Linked DNA regions of Mus musculus: region 2 is linked to region 1. A link is a contact called in public capture Hi-C data. All regions are on one chromosome and are shown on one strand. The core of a region is the stretch at or near the end of the contact, and the rest is flanking DNA. Distances in the headings are between cores, read along the strand shown.

The links. Capture Hi-C pulls out chosen DNA fragments and counts their contacts.
Region 2: a contact with region 1 is called in a capture Hi-C map of embryonic stem cells, with 2.4 times the contacts expected there. The contact joins two enhancer-like sites. A contact is called at or near these places in 1 of 115 datasets of contacts at active chromatin or transcription factors (embryonic stem cells) and 1 of 9 other capture datasets (embryonic stem cells).

Annotation. Positions count from the first base shown.
Region 1 is chr1:75,701,978-75,707,091 of GRCm38.p6, reverse strand. No RefSeq gene overlaps it. Among named protein-coding and RNA genes, the nearest start is that of Slc4a3, 160 kb to the right of the region's middle. Within about 2 kb of position 2,106, at least 64 of the 459 cell types and tissues checked have an H3K27ac peak or open chromatin away from gene starts, as enhancers often do. A contact at or near this core is called in embryonic stem cells, where this site is marked.
Region 2 is chr1:75,886,097-75,891,210 of GRCm38.p6, reverse strand. No RefSeq gene overlaps it. Among named protein-coding and RNA genes, the nearest start is that of Gm32622, 48 kb to the left of the region's middle. RefSeq lists an enhancer at 4,724-5,114. Within about 2 kb of position 2,655, at least 11 of the 459 cell types and tissues checked have an H3K27ac peak or open chromatin away from gene starts, as enhancers often do. A contact at or near this core is called in embryonic stem cells, where this site is marked.

The DNA.
Region 1 (5,114 bases), core at 857-3,356:
CCATCTCTCCCGCCCCTGTTTTTTCTTACTTAATAAACTGTTTCTCATTCAATAACTGTGTCTCTCTGTTGCAATCTTTTCTCCTGGAACACAAGAGCCTGGGATGGCATACTCTCTGAACTCAGACCCGCAACCAGACATTTAAGCATGTTTTCTTCTTTCCTTCTCCTTTCTTTTATCTCTTTTCGGATACTGGAAGAAAAATCTTAAGTATCCTTTCCCAGGCACTTGGGGCTTCGTCACTTCTGGACCACAACACCTGACTTAAAAGGCATGCCTTTTTATTCATCTCTCCTCCTCCTGGCAGCTGGAAAGGACTTTCAGCCTGGCTTTCCTTTATCTCTCAAACTTTGATACAATTGTCCTTGAGCTTCAAAAAAAGAAAAGACGGGAAGAAAGGGGAGAGAGGAAAGGACATAGCCATCTGATTCCAGTTGTTTCCCAGATGCACTTGACCCAAGAATCTCTTCCTTCCCCTTATAACACAGCCCAAAACCTGTAACCTGGTGCCCTTAGTATATGTCTAATTACAGTTAGATTTGTGCATATGTGTGTATGTGTACATGACATGTACATGTGTGAAGGGTCTCTCCATCAATCGCTCTGCCCCTCCTTTTTAACGCAGGGCCTCTCACTAAACCTGAAGCTCCTGCTTCTGCAAGGCTGGCTGGCCAGCTGGCCCTAAGGATCATCCATCCTGTCTCCACCCAACCCCGCGGCACATACCCGAGTTCTGAGATTCCATGCTCGTACCACCATGACGGATTTCTTAAGCAGATGCTAGGGATCAAGCTCGGGTGTTAACACTCATATAGCAGGTGCCTTACTGACTAGCCTGAGTCCTCAGCCTGAGTTAGATTTTTAATATCAGCATCCTGCTTCCCCAGATGGACTCCCTGCATTCTGTGAACACGGTACTTTATGAACACTTGTGTCTAAATCAGAAGGCCCTGCAGGCTGCAGTGCAAAACTTCCCACATAGACCCATGTCCGCTACCTACTTCTCCTCATTCCCTGAAAGCTCCATGGACATGGGGGAGAATTCAGCCATTAAAGGAGCTTGCTGCCACTCCTGATAGCCTAATTTTAATACCTAGGACTTGTATGGTGGAAAGGGGGAATTGGCACTTACAGGTTGTCCTCTCACCTTGGGACCTGTGTCTTGACAACACACACACACACACACACACACACACACACACACACACACACACACACAGGAACACACAGTAAATAAACACAGAGATATTAGACGACCATTTAGTCGGTATACTGCTTGCTCTACAAGCATGCAGACCTGAGTTAATCCTTTGAACTCACATAAAATGCCAGGTATGAAGCCCTCTTATAAATCCAGAACTGGGGAAGTGGAGACAGAGAGGTATTTCTCTGGGTGAGGCTCTGTGGCAAGCCAGCTTATGGAGAGTTCCAAGCCAGTAGGAGATTCTGTCTAAAATAAAATATAATAGTAATACTCAAGACGGAACTTTAGTACCCGGGGAATGACAGCTGAGGCTGACTCCCACCCACATAAACACACGTACACACATCTCCAAAGATAAACAAGAACCATGGCTCTCCATGGCCCCTGCTGGACCACAGAGACGCCACGCCCTTTTTCTGGGTGCCACTCAAGCCTCCCCTTTGAATGCATTCTTTCTGAGATCTGTAGCAGACTTTCAAAACCGCCTCCATAGTGATGAGTCATTGCTGTTTGTGGAAGAAACCTGAGTTTTGGAAACAATAAAAGCCTTTGGGGACCAGGTGATAAATCCGTGAAATACTGTTCAGCGACACATCGTGCTTCGGCCAGGAGCGTCATCATCTGGCTCCCAGATCTCTGGAATGAGAATAATCGTTCTGAAAGAGATCTCTAGTGCGTTCCGGAATCTCCGCACGCCATATGCTGAGCTTTCTGTGGCTCCCCTGAATGGCAAACAAGCCTGCGCACTTGCTTGTTTTGTTCTTTGACTCGCCCTACCCTCTTCAGAACAGACATGTGGAATCCAGAGTTTCTTGCTCAGTGAGCTCTCCTGGGACCATTCACGACTCCGTTCCCAGTTATTGTTCTGCATTTGGAATGTTATCCCCAGATTGCACATCCATGTCTTTAATTGAGCGGAAGCCACTCTAAGGCCTCCCTTTCTTCCCGGCTCCCCTTCTCCCCAGCACAAGCTCTCAGCCTCTCTGGCTTTGATCCCAGGGCAGCGATTGTTTTGTTTTGTTAATGCTATTCCTGTTATTCAGTAGTCAGCCCGCATTCTTTCTTTCCTTCAAATAACATTTAATTGCTTTAACACAACTCCTTCAAGGGGCCAGAGGAGCTCTCTTTGAAGATCCAAATTACCCTCAAAGCTGGTCTCTCAATGCGGCTGAAATTTGTCCTGACTTTTAATAACCAGAACAGGAAACAAAAGAAAGAAGTTTTCTAACACCTTTCCTGAGAGCGCCGTTAACTGTGGCTGTGTAACCTGGAAGCTTAGCCTGGAAAGTAATGTGGAGGTCATGGATTCTAGTGGGTCTGAAAACATATTTCCTATGAAGGCTTTCAGAATCCCAGAATGTGGGCTGGAGGTGTAGTTGGATAACACCTAACACAGCAAAAGAAGAGGAATAGGAGGAAGAGGAAAAGATGATAGTGATGATGATAGTGATGATGACAATGATGACGACAAAGACAACAATGATGACCTTAGCATATGAAACAAATAAAAATAATCTGTGATGCTCAAGCAATTTAAGTCTTCAAATAGACGTTAAGGTCCATCTGTTACCTAAGATCTCTGTACTTGAATGTTGACCCTAGATTTAAAACTCAGACTGGGGACTAAGGAGAAAGCTCCACTGGTAAAACATTTGCCACAGGAGCATGAGGGCCTAAAGCCCAAATCCCTAGAACTCACTTAAAGCCAGGCACAGCAGTGAGCATGTGAACTCCCAGTGTCCCTACCACAAGATAGAAGGCCAAGAATGGAGAATCCCAGAAGCTTACAGGACAGATAACCCAGTTACATGATGGTGAACTGAAAGATGTCCTGCCTAGAAACAAGACAGAAGGTGAGGACTCAGGCCCTGACCTCCACAAAGGTACATCGGCACACAAGCTCTCTGTCTCTCTCTGTCTCTCTCCCTTTCTCTCCCTGTCTCTCTCTGTCCCTCTGTCTCTCTGTCTATCTCTGTCTCCATCTCTCTCCCTCTCTCATTTTAAAACACTCAGTTACTTTACAGGGAAGTCAAGGCCAGAGGGACTCAGAGAACACCTTACGAAGCTAGGGGGGCCTTCACCTCCCGACATCTGCTGCTTCCCACAGCCTTCAGCCTGGCTATGTGTCTGAAGCACTGAGCCAAGCACACACACACACACTGTCTCAGGCTTCTGTACAATCACTACACATTAATAAAAAAATTAATGTTTAAGAAACCTATAATTGTTAACTACCCTGATTTGATCCTTGCATAGCCTATACATGTATCAAATGCTAGATTAACGCAACCTAACTCAGAGAAATCAGACTTAGATCTAAATCAAAACCTCGGCTCCCAAATCAGTCTGTCTTCTTACACACATGCCCACAAGACAAGCACCACTGTGTGCCCTATACTCCACCTTAATATGCAGGGACTGCATGTAGCCCAGGCTGGCCACAACACTCTACGTGGCTGAGGATGACACGAACTCTTGCTCTTTCCTGCCTCTACCTCTCAAGTGTTGTGATAACAGGTATGGAACATCATGCCCAGTTTAAGCAGTGCTAAGGATGGAGCCCAGGGCCTCGTGCATATATTAGGTAAGTGTGCTACCAGCTAAGGTACATCCTTAGCTCAATAGGCCTTTTCTTCCTTTTATTAGTCTTTTTAACATAGAGTCTCAACTATATAGCCCAGACTGGCCTGGAACCCATGATCACCCTGCCTCAACCTCTCACCTGCTAGGATTATAGACATGTGCCACCATACTTGGCTCAATAAACCGTCTTAATGCATAATAAATAAATAAATAAATAAATAAATAAATAAATAAAGTGGTTACCAGAGCAACCTCTTTTCTGTTCACTCCAGAAAAACCACAAAGGGCATTAGAAAATGAAAAACTCGATAATTCTAGTAGTTAATAAAAACCCTATTGATACCCTTGATGTTTATTCTAATGCCCTCATTGACCACTGCACCATCACTGGGAGATGAAAGGCGAGCAGCAGCGCTGCACCCACGGTCTCTCTGAAGTCAATTTCCCCTTAGACTTGGAAGTACAACAGCAGGTTGAAACTCAGAACAGGGAGCACTGCACCCCAACTTATTCATCAACCGTGGCAATAAAAAGCCGATATTTATTCACATTTTAAAAGGAAACAGAAGTTATTAGGAAGCACAATAAAGGGGAAACCTACTTAAGAAAATGCAAGTGTTTCATTTCTGGGTTATGTTCAAGGGAGCCAGGTTAGCCACGGCCTGAGTGAATTGATGTGGGCTTTGTTGTTGGTTTTTTTGGGTTTTTTTTTTTCCTCTTTCTCTCATCATGGTCAATTTCATGTCGATGAACTACACTGAGGATGTTCGACTTGGTCTGATTATTATGCTGGTTGAAAGCATTCTCCACTGCAGGAATCTACCATAGCAATCTCAAGAACACAGTTGTTGGCTGCCAATCCCATACAGACACAGAAAAGAACAGAAGTCGTTATTGAATTCTCAGGTGTCCTGTGTTTCCTGTACATTAAATCAGTGTCACTCCTTCTGAGAACATGAGGAAACCCACTGAGTACACACAGCCTTTAAACGGCAAGGGAGTTTTCTGGCCCCTCTCCCAAGCTCTCTAACCTCTCCCCATTTCTCTTGACATGGTTGAACTGATCCCCTTCAGGACGATTTTTTGGGGGGGCACAGAGAGATGGCTCAGCAGTTAAGAGAACTTGTTGGTCCTTCAGAGGTCCAGGGTTTGGTTTCCAGCGTCCACATGGTGGCTCAGAACCATCAGTGTAACTCTGCCCTCTTCTGACCTCTGAAGACGCCAGGCATTCATGTGGTACCATACAAACAGGCAGATGAAACACTGATACACATAAACTTAAATAACTCTTAACAAGTGCTTTTAAAAGTCTTGGTCAACATGAACA
Region 2 (5,114 bases), core at 1,406-3,905, 180 kb before region 1:
TCATGCCATCCGGACAGAGCAGGGAAAGACAGAGATGCACAGACTCTTATGGCCATCCTCCACTCCCTGAGCTACTGCACAGATACTGCCAACCATGGAGGCCAGCTAAGTGAATAAAACCACATCCAGCCACCTGAAACCCATCTAACGACGGTGTGGCTTTCACACTGCTCTTCACACAGGGTCTTTATGTTTAGAAATTCAGCCTCAGCATCCCATGTCAGTAGTCATTCCGCCAGCCAATTATCATTAAGCATGTGATTACAGCCACCGGATAATTAAGCTGGAATTGCAATCCAATGCAATCGCACTGGTAAAATATTCCTGAGCAGGGAGCTCAACCCAGAACTAGTTAACGGCTATGCTAATGTCTCGGCACATGTGACTAATAATGGGATGACTTATAACTGTGTTTGGATCACATTACATTGCTTCAAGTGTATCATAATATTTTATAGCTTAATGGAGAATCTGGCTTATAGCAATACAGGAAAAATAAATCTCAGCCAATCGTCATCTGTTTTTTTATGTAAAGAAAATCTACATTTAGCAGCTGACAAGGCTTCTGCCATCAATAACAATTACTCTGAAACCTTTCTGACACAATAGGTAGATATTTAACATCAATAACATAAAACACACCCTCACTAATGGAGATATATTAAGGTATTGATTAGTTATGCAAGAAAGTTTATGCTTATTCCATTCCCGCTCATAATTATGAGCACACTATTGACTACTCCTTGAACTACATCTTTTAGTCCATTTACCTTTTGCTACCCCAGAGTACACTTGGCTGGCAGATAATCAGAGCAAAGAGGAATTTTTAGAAAATGTGAACCATATGTGCTAGCAGAGTTGCCAGCACTTTCTGAATGCCTACTAGGTGCACATCAAGAGTTGGGGGCGGGGGAGGGGGGAAGCGGGTACCCAAAACACACAGACCCTTTGCTGAAGATGCTTGGAGTCCAGTAGGGAGCCAGCCAGGACTACAGAACATAAAACAGGGAAAGAAGGGTGGGAGATGGTCTGAGAAACAGTGAAGGCAGTCTTGTGGGGAATTGGACAAACTCTTAATGATTGTACCAGAAGGTGGGGAGGGGGAAGCTGTGGGGCTGGAAGGAAGCTCTGGAGCTGGAACACAGCCTCCAAGCTTGGAAGCCCTCAGAGTTTGTCTTAGGTGAATAGGACAGCCAATCCCTAGAAGTCTATGGGGGGAAGGGATGGTAAAGGAAGCCCTGTGAAAGCAAGACTCAGAGGCGTGAACAAAGACAGTGGGAGCCCTAAGGAATGACAAGACCATTTTCTCTACTTTTGTATGTTTGAAACTTTCCAAAATAGTGAAAAGAGTAAGCAGAGGCTCTGTACAGGAAACATGAAAGGAGAAAATGGGCCTTTGTTTCAGAAGCTCTAGGAATAGAGAACCAACATTTCAAGATTCATTCCCATAATTTGTCCCCTTGATTTTCATAAGGACCTGCCAGGTCTGGTATTTTGACTAGTAAATAGGATTTGTGCTCTTCTTGCAGCCCCCTGCTCAGTCCAGGTTCTAACAGGGACCTCCTCTAAAAAAAGGCGCGGGGGGGGGGGGGGTGGATATCCTAGCGTTTTTTAGAAGAAGAAAGTGTTTAAGACTAAGGGTGGAAAGAAACAGGCTTCCGGAATTCTGAAGAAACTCCAGGAAAGCAACAAAATAACAGAAGCATCGCGAGTTTATAGGGGGAGCTAACTAGCAGCAGCTTCGCTGAGCTTGGTGTTTCTACCACTGTGGATGTTAAATCTCTCAGCATCACACACTCCTACCCGCCTCTCTCTGTGTGTGTCTCTCTCTGTCTCTGTGTCTCTGTGTGTCCCTCCCTCCCTCCCTCCCTCCTCCCTCTTCTCCCTCTTCTCTCTCTCTCTCTCTCTCTCTCTCTCTCTCTCTCTCTCTCTCTCTCCCCCCCCCTCCTAGAGGGTTTCTTACCCCCATTTGCTTCCAGAATGCGCCATGAGTACCTTTGGGTCAGTATTCTCTAAGGGGGTTTCAGGATTAGCCAGGGAGCCAGAATCAGTACTTCTGATCCCCAGACATCCTTGGTAGCACTCGCCCTGAACTCAATAACTCATCATAACTCTCTTGGCAGCCGGAAAACAAATGTTAAAGGTGCCTTTCGGCTCCCCTAGGCCTTCCCTGGACTGAAGCTCATTTGCAATGCAAAGCAGCAAGAAAGAGACCGTTCTTTAAGCACTAAAGATGTGTGCCAATTTCCCCAGACAATAGGAAATGGCAACTGATGGTTTGCTTTTTTTAAGATGATTCCCATGAACAGTACAGAAGTAAAAGGTATGGGTAAAGAAGCCCCCTCTAAAAACATGATCTCCTTTCTCCTGCGCAAGCTGCTGAGAATGCCAACACCCTCGGGCTACAGGAGAAACTAGAAGAATTTCTTTTGCTCTAAATTAAAAGACAATGGAGCTACACCTCAAGGTGATTTCTGCCTTGAAACTCTTCCCCAAACACGGTGTTTCACAATTACAATGAGATTAACAAAAGAAGGATTTTTCTTTAAGCCAGGTTTAAACTGGGAGTTTAAAGGAAACACAGACACCCTGCTGGTCAGTTTGGCCAGGAGGTTGCTGCAAAAAACAAATAAGGAAACACGCATTAGAACTGTCTAGGATTTTCAACGGGAAGTTTACTTGTAGCAGCAGTGTGAAACCTTATTTCCTGCCCTGATGCTCAGGGGGATTCTCTGCCTCACTACAAGAGTCCCAAAAGTTCTTCTGGCACAGACAGGGTTGAGCCCCACCTCGCCCACCGCACCCCTCACCACACCCCAGAGTTCATGGAAACACTCTCAAACTGCTTCTACCTTGAAGTGTTGTGACTTGGGGGAAACACTAATGTACCTTGGCCCTGTGGGCCCCCCATGCTCTCCAATAACAAATCACCAATCCTTCTAATGCCTATCTAAGGCTGTGGGACTTCTATCTTCTTCAGTTGGCTGATGGGCAACCAAGAGCTGGGTGAGTCCCATTCCAATTCTCAGTTCCTACCACAGATCTTGGGTACTAAGAGGCAGTTGATGTATGCTGATTAAATCAATGCTGGGAGTATGACACCCCATAGGTTTCTCGCTTCTCCAAGGTCCCAACCACTTGGTAACAGAATCAACCTGTCTGCATGCTCTTAGCTCCATGTTTTTCTTCTCGAAGACTGGAAATGTATAAAAATGACTGGCTTCCTTTTGTTAAATAGCTATTATGTGCCCTGTCCCTCCCCTGGTATTTATGCATATACTGTTAATTTAGTGTTAGTTATTGTTGAGTTCAGGGTGTAAGCTGAGAAAACTCACTTCAGATACAGAAGCTTTAAAATGAAAACTTTATTTTCTGAGCACTCAAGGTGAAGGCCTATTCAGGGATCAGAACCTCATCCCCAAAGGGAGATTGTACAACATTTTAAAAGGATGGGAACACAAAGCAAAGGGAGTCTGGGAGGAGCTGCAATGTTGTCCAATTGTATTTTGACATTCCAGGTTAAGCAAGGAAGTACCCACTGGAGAGTGACCCATATCCAGGATGACCGGTTTCAAGGCCCTTGGTTCATTCTCCTAGATGTTAGGTCTGGAGCTCAGAGCAATACGAGTGATTCAGCTGCATGTAGTTAATTAGGGCATAACAGGCTACTGGTTATATATTTTTACAACTTATGCACCTTGTTTAGATAACAGCAATGTCTATATTCTTTACAGGTTAACACAAAATTAAGAAAACATTTGGAGAAATGGGATAGGTGTTGATTCCTACACCTGGGAACATGAACTTGTTGACCCTGCCAGCAAGACAGAGAAATTGTCCTTGAGATGGCTGGAGTCAGACATCTGTCTCCTTACAAGGTGTCCCTGAGATATCTGGACTCAGACAACTGTTTGCAATAGAAGCTGTTCAGCTATAGGGAAGTGCCCAGTTCTCCTAGGGCCTGGGACCTTCAACTTAGTTTCTTTCTATAATTAAATGGAATCTGGAAATGAAATGGTAATATTTAGAATAAGTTCCTTTTATTTGTTTCCAACAGTTATGTGTCTAGTTTATAAATACCGAGCCAATTCCTTGTTGTCCAAAGTCAAAGGACAAGCAAATGGGGGACAAAGCTGGGAGACAGATGTAAGCCTACCCGGAAGGCCCGCCTCCTCCTCCTTGCCCAACGATTGGCTTCTTGTCCTCTTTATTATCCAATCAATTAATTAGGGGGAAATTCTGCTACAGGACCCACATCTCCTGCCCTCCATTCTAGAATTGAAAGGTCCTGCACACAGCGGACTGTTCCTTCCCAGACCTGGGATTAGACACAAACCACACCCAAACACCCATTTCCACAGAGAGACCCTTTATTAAGTGTGTGTGTGGGGGGGGGAGAAGTAAAGTGACTGATCTCTGACTCAGGCAGAAAGCAGCAGCAAATGACCTTGCAGGTGTGATTTTTAAGACAAAAAAAAAATGGAGAGGTGTGTGTCAGAATGGGCTAGGATGCAATGGGTGTGTGTCAGAATGGGCTAGGATGCAGTGAGCGTGTGTCAGAATGGGCTAGGTTGCAGTGGGTATGTGTCACAATGGGCTAGGATGCAGTGGGTGTGTGTCAGAATGGGCTAGGATGCAGTGGTGTTTTGATTGGGCATGTTAATTAGGGTAGCCAAAACAGGGCTTTTTGATTTCTGTACTTGAATGAATACTTTGTTAACTCTGAACCTTGGTGATCAGCCTTAGGAATGAGTCTGGCATGAGAAAATGTCCAAATAAGGGAATAGACCTTAGTGTCTAGTTTTAGGGATGTTAGGCTATGGTTTACAAAGGAGAGGAAAGGGAGAATAGCAAGGCCTGCCAGTGCCATGTTTGCCATGCCTGGGTCTGCTAGAGCCCTTCAAAAATCACCTGCTCCTAAGCATCAAACACCATATATGTTTGTCACCATGAATCATGACATTTTGATATGATTTTAAAAAATGGCTGCTGTATATTTTTTGAAATATGAAAATTTTTCTTTTGATAAGAATTTTGCTTTTAAAAAATATCAGGATCTACTTAAAAATAGAAAGGGAAAAGAAAGCAGATATTTAGAGAGGCTTCATGTTAAT